6 separate regions of the Mus musculus genome follow, and all the other regions are linked to region 1. Evidence: chromatin contacts called from public promoter capture Hi-C data. All regions are on one chromosome and are shown on one strand. The core of a region is the stretch at or near the end of the contact, and the rest is flanking DNA. Distances in the headings are between cores, read along the strand shown.

Evidence for each region. Promoter capture Hi-C pulls out the DNA fragments that hold promoters and counts their contacts.
Region 2: a contact with region 1 is called in a promoter capture Hi-C map of liver, with 4 times the contacts expected there. The contact joins the promoter of Pdlim5 here to the promoter of Sh3glb1 in region 1. A contact is called at or near these places in 3 of 39 promoter capture datasets (liver, neutrophils and pre-B cells), 2 of 484 Hi-C or Micro-C datasets (CD4 T cells and pre-B cells) and 3 of 9 other capture datasets (adipose tissue, liver and macrophages).
Region 3: a contact with region 1 is called in a promoter capture Hi-C map of pre-B cells, with 4 times the contacts expected there. The contact joins the promoter of Gbp7 here to the promoter of Sh3glb1 in region 1. A contact is called at or near these places in 4 of 39 promoter capture datasets (the C10 cell line, liver and pre-B cells) and 1 of 484 Hi-C or Micro-C datasets (CD8 T cells).
Region 4: a promoter capture Hi-C map of pre-B cells shows a contact between it and region 1, with 6 times the contacts expected there. The contact joins the promoter of Gbp3 here to the promoter of Sh3glb1 in region 1. A contact is called at or near these places in 2 of 39 promoter capture datasets (liver and pre-B cells) and 1 of 484 Hi-C or Micro-C datasets (CD8 T cells).
Region 5: a promoter capture Hi-C map of liver shows a contact between it and region 1, with 10 times the contacts expected there. The contact joins the promoter of Gbp2 here to the promoter of Sh3glb1 in region 1. A contact is called at or near these places in 2 of 39 promoter capture datasets (liver and pre-B cells).
Region 6: a contact with region 1 is called in a promoter capture Hi-C map of pre-B cells, with 12 times the contacts expected there. The contact joins the promoter of Kyat3 here to the promoter of Sh3glb1 in region 1. A contact is called at or near these places in 5 of 39 promoter capture datasets (the SN4741 cell line, hippocampal neurons, liver and 1 more), 1 of 484 Hi-C or Micro-C datasets (liver) and 1 of 115 datasets of contacts at active chromatin or transcription factors (astrocytes).

What each region holds. Positions count from the first base shown.
Region 1 is chr3:144,718,952-144,721,843 of GRCm38.p6, reverse strand. It overlaps Sh3glb1 (SH3-domain GRB2-like B1 (endophilin)), which reads left to right and starts at 1,509. Exons shown (of 9, transcript NM_019464.3): 1 at 1,509-1,862. The coding sequence starts at 1,791.
Region 2 is chr3:142,394,181-142,397,072 of GRCm38.p6, reverse strand. It overlaps Pdlim5 (PDZ and LIM domain 5), which reads left to right and starts at 1,377. Exons shown (of 13, transcript NM_019808.3): 1 at 1,377-1,487.
Region 3 is chr3:142,528,796-142,531,687 of GRCm38.p6, reverse strand. It overlaps Gbp7 (guanylate binding protein 7), which reads right to left and starts at 1,352. Exons shown (of 11, transcript NM_001083312.2): 1 at 1,249-1,352.
Region 4 is chr3:142,558,899-142,561,790 of GRCm38.p6, reverse strand. It overlaps Gbp3 (guanylate binding protein 3), which reads right to left and starts at 1,435. Exons shown (of 11, transcript NM_001289493.2): 1 at 1,101-1,435; 2 at 1-51. The coding sequence starts at 27.
Region 5 is chr3:142,619,128-142,622,019 of GRCm38.p6, reverse strand. It overlaps Gbp2 (guanylate binding protein 2), which reads right to left and starts at 1,357. Exons shown (of 11, transcript NM_010260.1): 1 at 1,212-1,357. It overlaps Gbp2b (guanylate binding protein 2b), which reads right to left. Exons shown (of 11, transcript NM_010259.2): 11 at 2,844-2,892.
Region 6 is chr3:142,699,699-142,702,590 of GRCm38.p6, reverse strand. It overlaps Kyat3 (kynurenine aminotransferase 3), which reads right to left and starts at 1,543. Exons shown (of 14, transcript NM_001293560.1): 1 at 1,416-1,543.

The DNA.
Region 1 (2,892 bases), core at 260-2,759:
ACAGCTGCGTCTCCTGTAACTATTCTCTCCTTCTTCGATAGCACAAGCTCTGTCTTGTCTAAGACAACAATACGTACTGTTAAAGACAAGACCTACCATTCTCTCACAAATGCTCTTAGTTTTTTTTAACAGAGCACATTGCATTTATTCGATCGAACTGCCATTGTGAGGACCTAAATGGCCCAGTTCTCACTAACGATGTGAAAATGAAAGTTTACGAGCTGGGGGTTATGGAATGCTTGTTTTAAAGGAGAAAGGGACACTGAGCTGGTGTGTACTTTTGCCTCTCCCCTTCATTTCCTTTCTAATGTGAGAACATATGTGTGATATCTAGAGGTTCCAGAGGCATCTTGAAACACCAAAATGAAAGTTACATGATAAGACCTGTAAAACAGGATCTATTGGACAGTGGTTTGGTCCCCAGGATAAAGGAAGTGGGGAGAAGAAAAAGGAGGGAGGAACAAGAAAGAAAAACAAAGACAGGAGGGTGATGGGTTTGAAGCGGTCTTTGGATACCTGAAGCCAGGCTAGGTCGCATGAGGCCTTTTCTCAGAAAACAGAAACTAAATTAGCTGAGTGTAGTGTGGGTGTCTGGGTGGGTGGGTGTGGGGGGAAGGGCTCATGCCTTTATCACACAGCTAAGAGTTGGAAGGTTGAGGCCCTGCCAGACAGTAGGTACTCAGGAGTGAAGGAATGTATAACCGGATAGGAACCTTGTCTTTCTTCTCCATTGTCTCTCTGAAATGCTCTTATATACCTTCCCAGGGGATGGGAGATACTTTCTAAATATGCCTCAGATGACCACCAGCCACCAAAGGGACTGAACCCTTCAGCACCTACTCAATGCCTCACACACAATAGGTCCTCAACAGTGAGTCAAAGTATAATAGGGTAGGGGACAATGAAGACAATCCCGTTCAGCAAAGATTGGCTAGGTGTCTACCCAAGCCATAGGTAGCCTTTGACCCCAGACCCAATACAGGAAATCCGGGCCAATGATTCTATAGTGTCAGTTCTGTTTCCTTTTAAGGAACGTTTTGTCCATGCTTTTCTAAGGAACTTTTGTCCGGGCGATTCTGTCACAGACACTCACTGAGATGCTGTGGGAGGGAATCAGGGTGAGAGCCCAGGAGGCTCTCGTTCTGGTAAGAACTTCCACTGATGCTCTGACACTGGCTTGGTGCTTAGTGAGCTGTCAGGAGAGCCTCAGCCGCGGCTCCACCCAGTGGTGAATCCTCGGCCACCCTGCAGGGGTCGCTGTTCCCATGAGAACCTCTGCAGCGGCTCCACCCAGTGGTGAATCCTCGGCCTCCCTGCAGGGGTCGCTGTTCCCATGAGAACCTCTGCAGCGGCTCCACCCAGTGGTGAATCCTCGGCCACCCTGCAGGGGTCGCTGTTCCCGCGAGGACACCCCCGCCCCCCACCCCACGCCATCGGTGAGGCCACGCCCCCCTCCCGGCCGGCTGTTTTCCGCCGCGGTTGCACAGTCGCCGGGCGGCGGGGCGGGGCGGGGCCTTCCTCCGGACGCGACCTCGGTCCCCGTGGCTCGCAGCTGCTCGGCGACGCGACAGGCCCAGCGTGTGAGCGGAGAGGCGCGCGCTCGCGGGCGCCCGCCCTCTTCCCTCCCCCGCCTCCCCGCCAGGAAACGACAGCTGCGCGGGGCTGGCGCCGCCTCCCGCCACCTACCACGTCCGCCCCGCCGTCGCCGTCGCCCGGCGCCCCAGCCCGGCCGCGGCGCTCCCCGCCTCCCCGCTAGCGCAGCCGGCGGCTCTGCCCGGCTGCCGCCCGGCATGAACATCATGGATTTCAACGTGAAGAAGCTGGCGGCCGACGCGGGCACCTTCCTCAGCCGGGCCGTGCAGGTACGGCGGCGGCGGTTGGGGCCGGGCGGGGTGGTGGCGCCGGGGAGGGCGAGCGGAGGGCGGGTCGGGGACGGCGTCGCCCTGGTACCCAGGCCTGCCGATGGGCGCGGCCTGGCGCCCCTGCCCCGCTGGCCGTTTCCGCCTCGCTCGCCCGGCCGCCGCCGCCCCGCGCCCCGGCAGGCGAGTCGGGACGCGGCCCAGGGCGGACACCTTGGGTTCACCCCGGGGCGGAGGCCTCGGTGCCCCAGCCGGCGAGGCAGGGCACGCCGAGCACCTTGGCGCCACCCCCACCCTCCGCTGCGCTCGCTCTCGCCCTCCGGGCCGCGTCCGACCGAGAAGGGAGTTTCCTTTTCCTGCCCCTCAACGCAGAGGAGCTGCCAGCTCAGTTCCCACCAGCCCTCGCTGCTGCCCCTTGGAAGGATTGTCCCAGAGCTTAGCAGCCCGTGGGGGAGATGGAGATTGCCTGTCCCTGTCGGTGTCCCAGCTTCACCAAGGACGCAGGACACCTAGGATTAGGGGTGCCCTGACGCGTTCCCCAGATGGGCTATATAGAGCAGGGGTGAGAGGAGGACGCGATTCACGTTGTTGTCACATTGGAGGGGACCGGGCACGCTTGGCTTCAGGCGCACTTGGAAGGGAAAAGTTCACTGCGTCTCCTTATTCTGTGATTAAGGAAGTGTCAGCAATAGGGAACTTGGGCAGATTTTTTACAGTCAACACCCACATTATGCAAACTCAGTTAAATCTCGGAGCAGATGTCAATTTCACAACGTGGCTTGTAAACAATCTGGTATTGAAGTTAGTGACATAGGGTAGCAGCAGCCCTCTGTTCCGGAAAGAGAAAACAAAAGTAATGTCCCATGTGCCAAAATCCCACCGAACTATAAATCTCACGTGTGCTGCTTTATTTCTTGATTCATTTCATTTTACTGGCACTGTGAATATCATATTTCGTTATCCTTGGCAAAAGAATCGGACAGTTCCCCAGGGTAATGACTGCCTATCTTATGAAAAATAGTATGACGAGCAG
Region 2 (2,892 bases), core at 128-2,627, 2.3 Mb after region 1:
CATGTGTTATAGAATCTGTTGCAACTTTCATTTGTAAACATTGTGACTAAGGCTGGTATTCATCCTATGAAGGCAACTGTAAGGCTGACTCTTTGCTTTGCAGGGGATATCTGTTTACATGTAACCATTCTTAACCATTTACTTTGGAATGATCTATGAAACAGAACCCTAAAACACACTAGACAAATCCCACATTAGAAAAATTCTTCCCTGCAAACTAGTTTTCCTTTTAGAATGTAATACAATCAACAACTGGCCAACAAAATATGCAAGTCACATCCATGTTAAACTTTCTAGTATATACATTAAAAAATGAAAATAAGTTGTAATAATGTTTTAAATAGGCAGATAATATCAACATATAATCAACATACCTATTTTTTAAATTTATAACATTTTAAAAACCTGGTCCATATATGTCAACTTGGCCACTAAACATCCAACTGTACAGTGAAATGTAGTCCTACTGAAGCTTCTATTTAATGGAAATCCTATCCTACTCATGTATAAATTTAGATTCATAACAATGATATAAAACATTTTTACAATGAGTTAAATAGACATATGTGGCCAGTGGCTACTATTTGAACAACTTTGAACCTACTTTAGGAGTTTGCTTGTACCTCTAGAGCAGACTCCAGACTCAGGGACTTCGGTTGAGGTTTATTTTTGTTTGATACACCACTTGGTTAACACTTGTGCTTTTAATATTTTAAAAGTTTCTTTTCGAGTATTCGTTAAACATTACTAACGTTTGCTTGTGAATAAATTCTCTGGGCAAAACCAAACAACTTTACAGAAGTAGGTAAATGTGCTGTTAATTTGGAATTAGAAAAATAAGCTGAGGATACAGTGGCTGAATCACTTTTGGCCACTGCTTTGTATGGCTGTCCTTTAGCTTGACGACAGATTTAACTTCTGCATATTAGGGTTAGCGATTTTCACCTTCCTGACAAGCAAACTTCAGAGTTTGCACTTCTCGAGAGTATACAGAGGTCTTTCACAAAAGCAGGCGGTAGTCGCTGAACTTGCACCGGCAGAGATTTAGCTAAAGCCCTTTTCTATTTTCAGCCAGACCAACTGCGGGTCAATTCAAGTTTCTGCAGAGTGAAAAACGCCGAAATACAAAACAGAGAAGCGGAAGGCTAGATCTTTGCCAGGTACCAGTCCAAGACTACACCCCGGAGACTACGCCCACCGAAACTCCACAGGGGCAATTGTTTTTTGTGGCGGCGGCAGCCGGTCCCAGCAAGTCACAGAGCACAACAGGGAGACTCCACTGCCTTCTAAGCCCTGAGCGACGTGGCCCCGCCCAGCCCGGACCATGGGGGCGTGACCATTAGGGGAGGGGCGTGGCCAGCCTTGGGGCGAGGCGGGGCGAGCGCGGAGGCGGAAGTTCCCCACCGGCTTGAGAGGGACGGCGCAGGCACCGCGAGCCACTTGTCAGCGCTGGTCTGAGGCGGAGGGTGCGCCGCGCCGGTCAGGAGGTGAGTGGCCGCGGGAGGCGGAGGAGCACGTCCTGGTCCGCGAGGGAACAGGAGGAGAAGCGGGTGACGGGGTGCGGCGCGTGGAGGGGCGCGGGACGAGAGGAGGACGGGGCGAGCGTGTCCCCGGGAGCCGCTGCTCCTCAGGTGCTCCCGGTGCGCGCCGAGGTGTGAGAAGCGCCCGGGGCAGGGCGGCGCGCGGCGGGACTGAGCGCCCGGAGCCGGGGCTCTCGGGGACCGGCGCTCCGGAGAGCCGGGCGCACCAGGGGGCGCCCGCCGAGCCGGAGGGCAGGCGGCGAAGGGCAGCACCTCGGCCTGGGGCGCGCCAGCCCCCAGGGAAGCTCCGGCGAGCCGAGAGTGTGCGCCTGCACGGGAAAGCGGCGCAGTTTTGTTTGCTGGCTCCCAGGCTACGGAGAAGCGTGTATTTCCCCCTCCCTGAAATATGTGCAGTTGTGTAACCTGTGAGGGTTACACGTCGGTGCGTCCAGAAGGAAAGCCCACTTAGATCAGTCGCGGTCGCCAGTTTTTATGAAACTGGTGTATACTTGGGGCTTGGGTCAGACTGAGCTTCAGCCCCGTTTGACAATGAGTGGAAAGAGGAAGGGCGTATGGACTGGGCAGAACTTGGAAAGAAAATTCGTGACTGGGCTGGGCAGGTCTAGGGTGTGATCGCCAGATCCTATCCCAGGTCCGCCTTCTTGACCCGAGGACGTCTGAACCCGCCTGCTACGGAAACTGCTAGCTGGGGAACCTTATTTGGCCAACAGGGCTAGGCGTGAACCCAAGCTGGGAAACGTCTCATCCCTCAGCCTTAGTGCTTTAGTCCTCCCACCATTCTATCTCAGGAAGGGGAGAAAGAATCTCTAGGTTGTCTTAATTGAAGGGCTCCTCACTTGTAGGTCTCTCCCGGTTACGCACACCAAGGAAACTCGCACACAAGTGTGGGAAACCACTTTTAGCCTCCCTCACTAGCAGTAGATGGAAGGTATTATTTATGCTGTCCCTAAAAGAAAATCCAAAGCTCTACAGAAATTCCAACGTTTTTACATGTTTGAAAGCAGAATAAGCTGTTATTTCCTGCCTGCTTGGTTGGTATTTTAGCATTTGGGCACTAATAACCACATGGGGGAGACTTGGAAAAAGCCAATAAAAATATTGCCGTTGCTTAAGGATCAGAATATTTTCAGACAAATGAATTCCAAGCGAAGCTAGCAGAAAGGGAATTTAGAGAAGAGACCGGTGTTGTGGTTTGGCTGACTTGGCTAGTGCTAGAAATGTTAATAACAAATCGGAGAAATCAGGAAGGGAGTCCCTAAGAAAAGGGAAGTGACATGGATGTGGGATGACACACAAGTACAATACATTCTCTCCTAGGGAAAAATGGAGCCAGAGTACCGTTAGCGTAACT
Region 3 (2,892 bases), core at 103-2,602, 2.2 Mb after region 1:
AATCTCTGATGGTGCATTCTCTCTTAAAACAACCATAAGTATTGAAGGCTATTGTGCCTCCTTTTCACTTGTCTTGGAGGTCATGCACACATGCTAAATGAATGCTCAGGAAGACTATAAACTGCCCAGTGGATCAGGGAATAAACACCAGATCCTATTACCAAAACTTCCCTGATAGAACCAACTTCCGCAATTCACCTTTTCTACACTGATAAATATCCTAATTGGGAAATACCAACTCTCAATTGATTAGTGGCATGTCATGATATAATGTATAAGGGGCACTCTGGGTGCTGTTTGTCCTCTGGTGGCATCTTAAAAACTGTAGGTGTTTCTTTACTTAGCATCAATTTAGAGTAGGTGTCGAATGGGAAACGTAAGCTCACCTTAATTCTGTGAAAGACAACAGTACCTTAATGACCAGTTCTATCTATATTAGGAAAATATTGATAGGCATGTTATTTCTCTTCTCTCTGCTCTCGTGCAGGTCTGGGTTACTGTCCCAACTAAGAAGCTTAAAATTCACAGTAAATAAGTAGAACTACATAGCTGCGATTGGTCATGTAAATTATCCATGGTCTCCAAAGGTGGCTCGAGCCACAGGGAAGACAGTAAAAAACTGCCTCCTCCGGAGATTTTTCACAAGCTCCAAAACTGGTCTGAAACCTTAGATGGACGACTTTGAAACAGTTCACAATACATGAAGGGGTTCAGGCTTTCCTGCTGTTTCTAACTTTTGACTGAGTACCCCATTGCAGAGCGCGAGAGTGCACTGGTAGCACAGCGGTGCACGGGGCGGGCGCAATTGGAAATTCTGTCTGACTCAACAAGGGAAGGCTATGTTTTCTGTTTCTTCAAGCCGAGCTGAGCTCACAGCGGCGGGAGTACCTGAGGACTATGGTAGATGAGGATTCTGGGGTTATGCCCTCTTACTTGGAAACAATGCAGGGGAATGGGTAGCCTGCGGGAGTGGGTAGCCCTGGGCTGATATTCCCGTAGGAACCGCTCACCACCCCACCCCATCCCCCACCATGCCTGGCTGTGGTGGCTGCTCGAGAGTGGTCGCACTTCCCACACTGAGCAACGCTGTCCACCCACCCTGAGGCCACCAAGCCGTCTCTGATCGCGGTCGTCCACCCTCCGGTGTCATCTTGCACCAAATGTGGAGTTTATGGCCTGGGACCTCGGGACCTCCCTGAAGCTCCTTAGGAGATGTGTACATTGGGTATGGAGTCTCAGGGAACTCACCAGCCTGCACCGGATTCTCTGCTACCTGGATTCAGCACCTTTAGGCTTGCTGCTGCGCCCGCCCCGATTCCTCCTGAAAGCTCTCTATTCTTAAACTCCAGAGTGAAACCGGATATTGCCTGCACTTAGTTGTGGGGATGGAGAACTGAAACTGAAACTGCACACACAGGCTTGTGCTGACTTTCTGAGAAGCTTCTGCTTTTCCTGGAAAGAAAACGGAATCTGTGGGGAACAAGTCCATAGTCTTCCCTGCCAGATGGGCGGCGGATGAAAACAAGTCGCTGATTCTCTAAATACTGACTTCTATTGGGAAATACAGAATGCTGCAACAGAAATGTGCCAGCTCCTGCCACTGGCTTATTCCAAGAGGTTGACACCAACGAGACGTTTTTACCTTAAAAAACGCGCAACTCGTGCATGATAGTAATACTGTACATATTAAAAAGGTAATGGGTTGTTTCTGTGCATTGGATACCTCATGTGATATATGATGCAGACTGGGTTAACATAGCTATCTCTTCAAACTGTTAACACTTCTTTTTTGAGATGTATGCCACAGTCACCATCATTTATCTTGCTGTGCAGCAGCACATATGAAAGTCTGGCTTCTCCCTTTTTCATGTCCCCTACGGGTTAGCTTGCTATGCCTTCTACTATATGGAGGTTTTTTTTTTTTTTGTTTTTTTTTTTTTTTTTGGCAAAACCGAAATGAATTACAACAGGTGTTTTGGGAAAGAAAGAAAAAAAGCTTTGTCTTAAGTGACTGTCCAGATGTCTGGTAACATACAACAGACTAAGCTGTCATCTTTGTTTGGTTAAATGTCTTGGTGCATTTTAAATTCACAAATATTCATGTCAGGGTGATTCTGTGATTGGAATGTAACCTCGTGTTGTGTTAAGGAACATCTACATACAGACCAGACTAGTGAAGTATCCATGTCTGATGCTTTCTTACAGGCCCCTCGGAATCATCTTTCTGAGCTAGGGAGGAGGTGGGGCTTGGTCAGGCCTGAGAACCATCATGTAGTGTGTCCTCAGGTTATCCTTCAGGTGGGAACATCAATTTGATTCCCATCTGTTAGTTTGACTGAGGTAAATTTCTCCCATAGAACAAAGTTAAGTGTGAACTCTGTGGAATAGCAGTTGTCAGACTCAAGGCTAGGACACGAATGCACTTCATTGCAGTAACGCTGGATGAACTAGGCATGTCTGGAGTCAGGGCACGGGGCAGACACTTAAGTGTTAAAGCTTTCACAACCCTCTCTTTTATGTTGCTTTTTAAAAGACATAATGGATCTATTTCAGATGGACCTGCTGTGAGGATTTGTATATGCTCAGCCTAGAAAGTGGCACTATTAGAAGGTGTGGCCCTGTTCAAGTAGGTGTGGCCTTTTTGGAGTGGGTGTGTCACTTTGGGTGTGGGCTTTAAGACCCTCATCCTATCTCCCTGGAAGTCAGTATTCTGCTAGCAGCCTTCAGATGAAGATGTAGAATTCTCAGCTCTGCCTGTACCATGCCTGCCTAGATGCTACCATACTCCCACCTTCATGATAGTGGACTGAACATCTGAACCTGCAAGCCAGCCCCATTTAAATGTTGTCCTTTATAAGAGTTGCGTTGGTCATGGTGTCTGTTCACAGTAAC
Region 4 (2,892 bases), core at 186-2,685, 2.2 Mb after region 1:
TTCCACCAGACAAATGGGTGCCTCCATGGTCCACTCGGAAGCTGCAGAACCCTGTAACCCAGAACAGTCGCTCACTGAAATATGGGATCTTAAAATCGTCTGTTGTCATCACCCAAGGCAGACACATGTCGGTTTTTGTTTGCGCAACACGTATCTCAAGTTCTGTATGTTTCTAAAGTGGGAAATGAACTCAGCCTTCCCAAACCTGTTACAGTATTTCTCATAGAATATATCACGATTCTTCTTTGAACTATGAAAAGTATTCTCCGGCTTCTTAAAAAATAACATGAGAAAGCCAACAACACTGATGTCTGAGACTGAGAGCACTCGGGTTTTGCAGCGGGTGAGGCAAAAACGCACGTGGCAAAGTTGCAAAGTGGGTAGAAAGGTTTCCTGGCATTCTGAGAGAATTTGAAGTCTGTTTCAGTATGAGAAGTTTGCCGGGTGTGTGTTGGGCACTGCCTTAGGTGGCTGTTATCAAAGAATAAACTAAATGAGTGCAATTTCCTACCTTGGTGAGCCTCTGTTCAAATGGGAGAGAAAACGAAGCAGAAAATGAACACACACACACACACACACACACACACACACACACACACACGTGCCCGTGCGCCCACACACGCCTTAGAATAAAGTAAGTATAGAGCGAGGTAGGGACATTGGAGGTTGAATTCAGATAAATAAAACAGGGACTGACTCCAGCAAAATAAGATAAAATGAAGCCTCTTAGTGACACCTTTGAGGACAGATGTCTGCTATCAAGAAAACATTGCGGACACAAGGAAGCAAACTGGGGGAAGCTACCCTACAAGAGGCTGCAGTACTACTGAGTTTGGCTCCTGGGTACCAGGCTCTCACCACCAAGGATGGGCCTTGGTCATTGTCTCCCAAGCCAGAGGGGTTATTGAATGAAGACCCAAGAAAAGCAGTACATGCACGCTTGGCCCGCCAGGTGGCGCTCTGCAAATGGCCACAAGACCCTGTGAGGTCTGCAGCTTGCACTGGCTTGCCCACCAGGGTGAGTCTGCCACCCCAGAATGGAGATGTCCTGGCAATTTCGCCGGCAGCGTCTGTTGAGAGAAACACATGTGGTTACTCACCCAGGCACTGGCTCTGTAACAGGGACAGTCCTCAGCCAACTTAGTTCTTTCCCTGAGCTTCCTACTGCTCCAGGCTCCTTGGAGCAGCCACTGTTAGAAGTGGCAAAGTAACAGCCGCCCAAACACAAATTGAGATAAAAGGAACTGAAATCGAAACCATGCTCCTTGCTTGATGACTCAGTCAGTCGTTGAGGGCTTGAACAAAATAACAGAATTTGTGACCTCAGCTGAGCTGAGGAATTTCCCAGATCCCCCCGAACTTTCTGCAGTTATCACCCCGCCACATCTTGCAGATTGAGACTTTTTTTCTTTCCTACAGTGTGTTCCATCACCGATGCAAAAAAAAAAAAAAAAAAAAGGAGAAAACAGAATCACACTTGGCACACAAGTCTGTCTGTAGTACTCACCAGGGAACACTACTAATCAATGATTGTCATTGCGTTTTCTGGGTCCCCTGCCCTCTTGGATTTAGACTGCAGTCTAAATCAGCAGTGTGGCCTCCTCCTTTCCCTCCACACATTTCAGAGGAAATGCTCCCTCAGATGCAGCAGGAGAAAATAGCAGTCATTATACAACCTGAACTCAGGCTGTGAATTCGAGCCAAAGGCGACGACTGGACTTCCCCCCAGCAGAAAAGCCCTTTCTCCTCCCTTTCTTGTGTTTTCCAGGGATCTGGGAAATAGAAACTGAAACTGTGTCCTGACATGAACCAGCTTTGTTTAGGGAGTCAAAGATGATTGCTCAAGCCCTGGGTATCCTAGCCTTTTTGTTAAAGGAAAACAAGTCCCCAGTTTCCTTAAAGTGCATATCTGCTGTCAGCTCCCTGTTAGAGTCTTTAACCAAAGTGTTATAAAGATGGTGAACTATAGAGATGGCCACTGTTTACAGTGCAGCTTGCTTGGCAAGAACAATGCATGATTCAGTCAGGTCTGTCAGTAGAGCTAACAACTCTGGGCTGTTCCTTCTCTACTCTGACTGACAGGAAGTTCCCAGTATGCTTTGCCTGTCTTTCTGGGGATGTCTCAAACTACTCTCTTTCTTTGTTTGCCATTTGTCCAACACAAGTGTTCATTCCTAATCTACAAATCCAAACTTCCAAATCCTCCCAATACTGATTTTTTTTTGAGTTCTGACATAAAATCACAAGTAAAAAAAATCTGTTCTATAAAAGTTTCCTGCTTTCATGAATTATTTAAAATATTGTCTATGTGAACTGGCCATGGAAGTGGAGGCAGGGGAACCATTCTGAGCTATATATTAAGCTTGAGGCTAGCCTGGGCTACATGAAAATTTTGTCTCAAAATATATATACAATATGTGGGACGGGGTTCATGTATGCTAAGTTGGCTGTGCTCAGACTACTTCATGTACTTCATGTATAGACTACTTTCAAATAATTCATGCAAAAAGCAAACTTTCAACATTAAAAACAAGACATAGACAGACTGACTTTTCAGTTAATAGAGTTCCAGGTGAGCTACAACAGATATGCTTTTATTATTAACTGCTACAAGTTATCATTAACTATCCTTTAAGGCTGGTTAGGTTGAAGTCCTTATATAATACATATGAGTATCAATTTGTGCTTTATTCCTTCCTTGATCATAAGAAAAAACTATATCTCCCTACTGGACCGACAAGTGAGTGAAAGGTACAGAGTTACCCATGGCATTCATATTCTCACTAGTCCAGCTATTCCATCCTTACATCCCACAGTGAGAAACAGAAGGGTCATATACAAATTGCTCCATTCAACTGATTACACAAGGACATGGGGAGGGGAGTTAAGAGA
Region 5 (2,892 bases), core at 108-2,607, 2.1 Mb after region 1:
GTGACCATTCCTTAGTTTGTTGCCTGGCTTGTTCCCCGTGTTCACTGAGGCTCCCTCAGCTGGATCCCGTGCTTGGCTGGTAGACTTCCATGACATTCCCAGTGCTGTGGTACTCTCTACCAGCACAGTCTTCCAGACACAGCTCATAGTTTTCCTATGTTACCCTAGAGAATTCCTCCCAAAGGTTTGGTTTCTTTCAGTTCACAGTGGTATTTATGCCACAAATATCACATGGACTATATGCATTGCTTTAAGGTGAACCAGTATCTTCTGGAACATGATATAGTTTTTGAACTCATGAAGTCACAGCAGCTGTGGCTGCCTATAGAAAACCTGCATAAAGGCGGGTGGTTAGTGGCACATGCCTTCAATCCAGCACTTGGGAAGCAAAGGCACATGGATCTCTGAGTTTGAAGACAGCCTGGTTTACACAGTGAGTTTCAGGACAGCCAGGGCTACACAGACACACTATTTTGAAAACAAAACAAAAGAAAAAAGAAAAAATGCATAAATCAAAATTCTACCATAGGTTGGTGAGAGTCCCGGGAAGCCCAGAGCATAACTGAGATGATAATGGCAGTTAATGGCTGCTACAGACTCCAGGGTTGGTTTTCTTCAGTAAATGGCCCCTGTTAAGTTACCTGAATTCCACTAGGTGGCCTTATGCCCACGTTTGAATGAGCTGCAGTGACTTGATTAAATGAGGACATGAAACTGAGTGAGGGGTGGGTGGGAGGAGATGGAGGAAAGAGTAGGGAATATACACAATCAAAAACACATGACATATATGATGTTCTCAAGGAATAAATAATGTGTGTGTATTCAAAATAGTATACACAAAGATATTGTAGCTCAATAGATTTTTCAATGGGGGAAACTGTCTCTTTTTATGAATTCCAAGCAGCCTAACTTATTTAGGTAGACACTGGCAACAAGTTCAGGAACTTTGTCTGAGTATCATTAAATAGTAAGAATGATATAAAATGGTACCGAGAAAGCAATATGAACCTCAACACACTTATGCTCTCAGTGTGAAGTCTTCTTTCCCAGAGTTTAATTAATTTGCCCTAGTAGGGACAGGGACATCTAGGGTAAAGTCTGCCTCTGTCACCTAGCCCTGGGCCACACACATCTGTGCTGGTTTCAGCCTCCTCTGGTTAGGGTAAACCAGCAGTCTGCTAAACAGTTTTCCACCCCTGCCTCTGTCTTACCTGAAGAGAAATCCTTTAGAGAAGAAGAAGAAGCAGCTTTTCAATGCTGGTCAGCTTTGCCTCTGAGGCTGGCTGCAGAGTGCTCTGTCCTCTCTCACAGGCACTGTGACATAGACCCTGTAGTAACCCGGGAAGTTCCAGATTTTTGCCAGAGAACTTGTGAGGAGTTCGCTCTTTATTTATGCTTAAGACAGTGAAAGTGAAACTAAAAGAGTTCCTAACTGGGGTGGGGTTGGAGGGATGACTCAACCAGCACTGCAGGAATGAGGGGTTTGCTCATGGGAGGAGGGTCTCAGGACTTCTCAGGTAGAGATTGATAAATGGTGCCATTTCTTGTGGGTGTTTCAAAATGTAGGGTGAAAAGGGTGTGGTTTTGAAATCATTCTCTTATGTTTCAGTCCTTTTTTGTCCATTAGTGTTTGTTTTGTGAAGTTGCCAGCCCCACTGTGTTACACAAAGTTAGCAAGCAATTGTGCAATTCAGAAGTGGACATGAATCGTTTAAAAATCATTTCTCTGTACTGTGAAAGAATAAAAATAGAACGAAAAAGGTGAGAATTTGGAGGGACAAGGAGAGAGAAAGGAAGGAGAAAGATGGGGGAGACAAAGAGAGGGAAGGAGGGAGGAAGAAAAATTACTGAAAGTGAAAGTGAATCTGAGTTCCTTTAAACATGTCAAATGCTGGGAAATCAGCTAGCTTGTTTGTTAGTTTGTTCATTTGTCTTTTGGACTAGAATAATCGCTATTAACATTATGTACAATCCCACAACAATTTTAGCACCACTTAAATATTTTCAATCATGTAGACATGTAGAATTTAAGAGTAAGCAAAAGGGATTTCTTTCTTTTCTTTCCTTTTTTTTTTGTTTTTTGTTTTTTGTTTTTGTTTCTAAGCTTAAAGGGGTGGAGTTTCCAGTCATTTGTAGTATGTTTCCTTAGAAACAAGTGAGTCAGAGTCCTGACCCTAAACCATTGAGTGCAAATAACATCTCTCAGAGGCTGAGGGAAGCCACTGTCAAAACTGAGACTGACATCTGTGAGTCTCTGAGCTAAGGCTGGGAATGACCATGGAGTTGACAAGCCACTGGCACTGTGGCTGTGAGAAGTGTCCCAAACTGTGCTTTGAAGTTCTGAAGATGTCTAATTAATCCTCATGCTGATTTACCCACGGACTAGTACTTAAAATCTTCCAGGGACTTAACACAAATCAGACAATAGGTCAGACTTTGAATACAAGTGTTGAATTCTTCTTCAAGCACACATGATACAAGCATGCACTGAAAAGTATACTACAGAAACACTATACCATCCACTGTTATGCTATAAGTTAATGTACCACTAGAAGTATTTTTTAAAGCCCTGGGTTTAATGCCACTACCAGAAAATAATTATACAGAAAGTATCTTTGTGTTTCTGTATTCCACAAGAGTACTAAGCCCCGTGACTGTGACATTTCCTCTGTGTGGTACTACTGTTATTCTGAATGTTCAGTTGCAGAGCTGAACCCCTCATCATTGGGTGCCTGTGTGACAGCTAAGAGTCTTCTAATGACCTCCCCTCTTACAGAAATTTAGGAGCGGCGTTTCTTACATTATGAACAATGTACAGCATGCACTTGAAACAATTATGGTAAGCTTAATCATTTTTATTAACAGTTTTCACTTAAACAGTGCTTCTGCCAC
Region 6 (2,892 bases), core at 294-2,793, 2.0 Mb after region 1:
GGTATATCAAATATGAAACCCATGTTAGATACACACGGATCAACAGAAAACTAAAACTACCATTTTATCATCTCTAGGGTGGACTGATTCAGAACTGGAAGACCGTGGGCAACCTAGAGGTTAAAAGTTGAAGGAAAAACGCAAATCTCAAAGGTAGGCAAAGCATTCACAACTCAGTTTAAACATGGTTAAAGTTTAGTGCTCTGAATTTACCACTCAAACTACCAAGTTACAAATCTGACCCATAGGAGGTATACAGACATAAAGAATAGTTGTGTTAGCAATCTGAAAACGTCAGGAACCTTCAGGTTACCTAAAAGCTCAAGAAAGATTTATCAGAGACAGCCTCTTGATAAATAACACTGCTCCCTTTATTTTCACCACATGCCATACCTGTTAGCCGGGTTCTAGAGTGTTTATAAAGTTCGCTAATTGCAACAGAGCGAGGTGAACAGGGTTCTAGCTTTCAAAGTACAGAGGCATTCAAGGCCATATGAAGAGGTGAAGCATGAATAAAAAACACAGTCAAGTTTATCAGCATAAGTGTTAAGAGGCATTATCAGCATAAGAGTTAAGAGGCACCATTCAAAACGGGCTTTAAGGCCGCGTGAAAGTGAGATTCTCTCACAAGGGAAGCGGTATGGTCACCTGATGCCGAAATTAGGGTACCGCACACAGGCAAAAGTTGAACAGATTTACAGGCTGGCTGGCTGCAGCCCTGAGCAAGCTTCCCGTGTGCCACCTACCTACCCAGCAGCCCATAGGTGGAACACTGAATGGAGGTGCTTAGGGGCGAGCGGCTCAGATCTACAAGAATGCTTGACCTTCAGACACCACCAATTAAGACTGCTTTTGTCTTTTGCAAAGCTCCGAAAAGATAATCTCAAGCTTCTGGTTTAACTGCTTTTCCAACCCTGAACTTTCGCCTTATCTGGGCTAGGGAGGTAGCTCAGTTAGTAGGGATGAAGCTCTGGGTTCCAACCTAGGCACCGAATAAAACCAGCAGCGGTGGCGCACACCTCTAATCTTAGCACTGGGTGTGTGGGTCGGGTGTGTGGGAGTGGAGATAGGAGGATTAAAAAGTTCCTTTGCCACAAAACTACTTCCAGAAGAAGAGACTGTCTCAAGAAACAAACACAAACATCTTTCACGGATGAACTGAAGTCAGTATTGCCCTTGCAAAGGTGCGTTCTAAACACCCAGACTACACAATCAAGAGTAAAAGGGACAAGGGTGGACTTTTCTCCAAAGAAAAGCCTGTCAACCCCAAGATAAATCCCACAGTCTCCGCTGTGGTCCGACCATGTGCCTAGTACGGGCGCTTCTCCTGCCCGCCGACCTCCCTTTGGCTCCCGGCTCCGCAAACTCTGTATGCCCCGGGCCGAGTCACCGCTCACTACGTCCCGCCCGCTTACATCGTTCTCCTGGTTCCAATGCGTCCCTGGCCTTAGTCCGGAGGTCGCTAGGTGTCGCCGGGGTTCCTGGCGGAATGCACTCGGGGATCCAGAAGCAGAGTGCAGCAGGAACCCTCCTGATTGTAGAGGAGGCGGGGTGGAGGCGGTTCGTGGCTCTGACCAGGGATTGGCTCCGGTATCAGGGCTAAGGCTACAGATTGGTTACGGATTTCTCCAATCGTGGCGCGCCCTGTGAGAGTGCACAAGAAGCTCCCAGGCTAGGGGACAGGGCGTGGCCTTGGCTGAGTATCCAGGAAAAAGTGGAAGTGTGCGACTGTTTGGAGCAGAACTGTTTTTAAATCTCCGCTGCGTGGATTCGAAGCAGGTTCTAGGAGAAAGACTTGAAAATGCTTGAGAGGCCGGCCTGTGTAGTTGTCTATGTGTTCCCTCTGATGGGGAGAGAGGAGGGAGAGGGAATCTTTCCTTCGGAACTGTAAAGTGATGCAGGACCTAAAAGGCGGAGGAAGTGACACTGAAGCGGGAGGACAAGCTGTTAAGAGCACAGCTTGGGGGTTAGATTTTCTTCCTCTTGCGTTTAAAGGAGTCGAGGTGTTGTAGTTCACGAGAGCGGCTGAACGCTGTACTCACGCCTGTAGGAAGGAACAAAAGCGGATTTGGTTGGATGCACTGACCTTGCCACAGTGAGCCAAGCGCTTCTGTATTTTGTTACGAACATTAAAGGTGCTCATTGTAAGCAAGGGCACAGGCAGGCTGCTGAACTGACCGACCCATGGTGGGAAGAAGATGTTTACCTAAGATATAGGAGAGAGAGAATAACTAGAGGATTTGGGGAAAGTCCAAAGCAGTTATGGGAAGAGAGCAGAGAGGCAGACTGGCAAGGGCTGTCTCTCCAGAGCAGAGGGAATAGCAGGAAAAACCTTGCGAGTTATAAAGAAAAACCGGTGGCTGCAGCTTCAGGTGTGTGTGTGTGTGTGTGTGTGTGTGTGTGTGTGTGTGTGTGTGTTTGTCCTGTGAATTGGAACAGCCTGGAAGTTTAGAATAGAAGGGGAGGAGGGCTTGAGAGCTCTGTGGCTTTGGTAGGCACTTTGTATCTTAATAGGCAAGTGGATTTTCCTGGCAGACAGAAGGTTTCAGAGGTCCTTAAGGATGAGGGTGAACTTTTGTCTCTCCCTGAAATTCTACAGTGGAGCTTGAGGTGAGGCAAGCCTTCATTTTGAACCCAGTCAGCGGGTCTGTCCATATTCGGGATTCTTGGAGTTTTCCCCTTTGGACCTAAAACTCATGACGATCTGGAATGGCTTTATCTGCAGTCGGTGTTCTGTTGATATTGCTGAGGTTGAATTGGGGAACATCGCAGTTCGTTCTCAAGGTTTTTGAGGCTAAGTGGCTGCTCGGTGTCCCTTTCCTTTCTCTCTCTTCTCCTTTTCACATACAACCATTACAGTAAGCTGCTAGTTTCTTATTTCAAAACACAGGG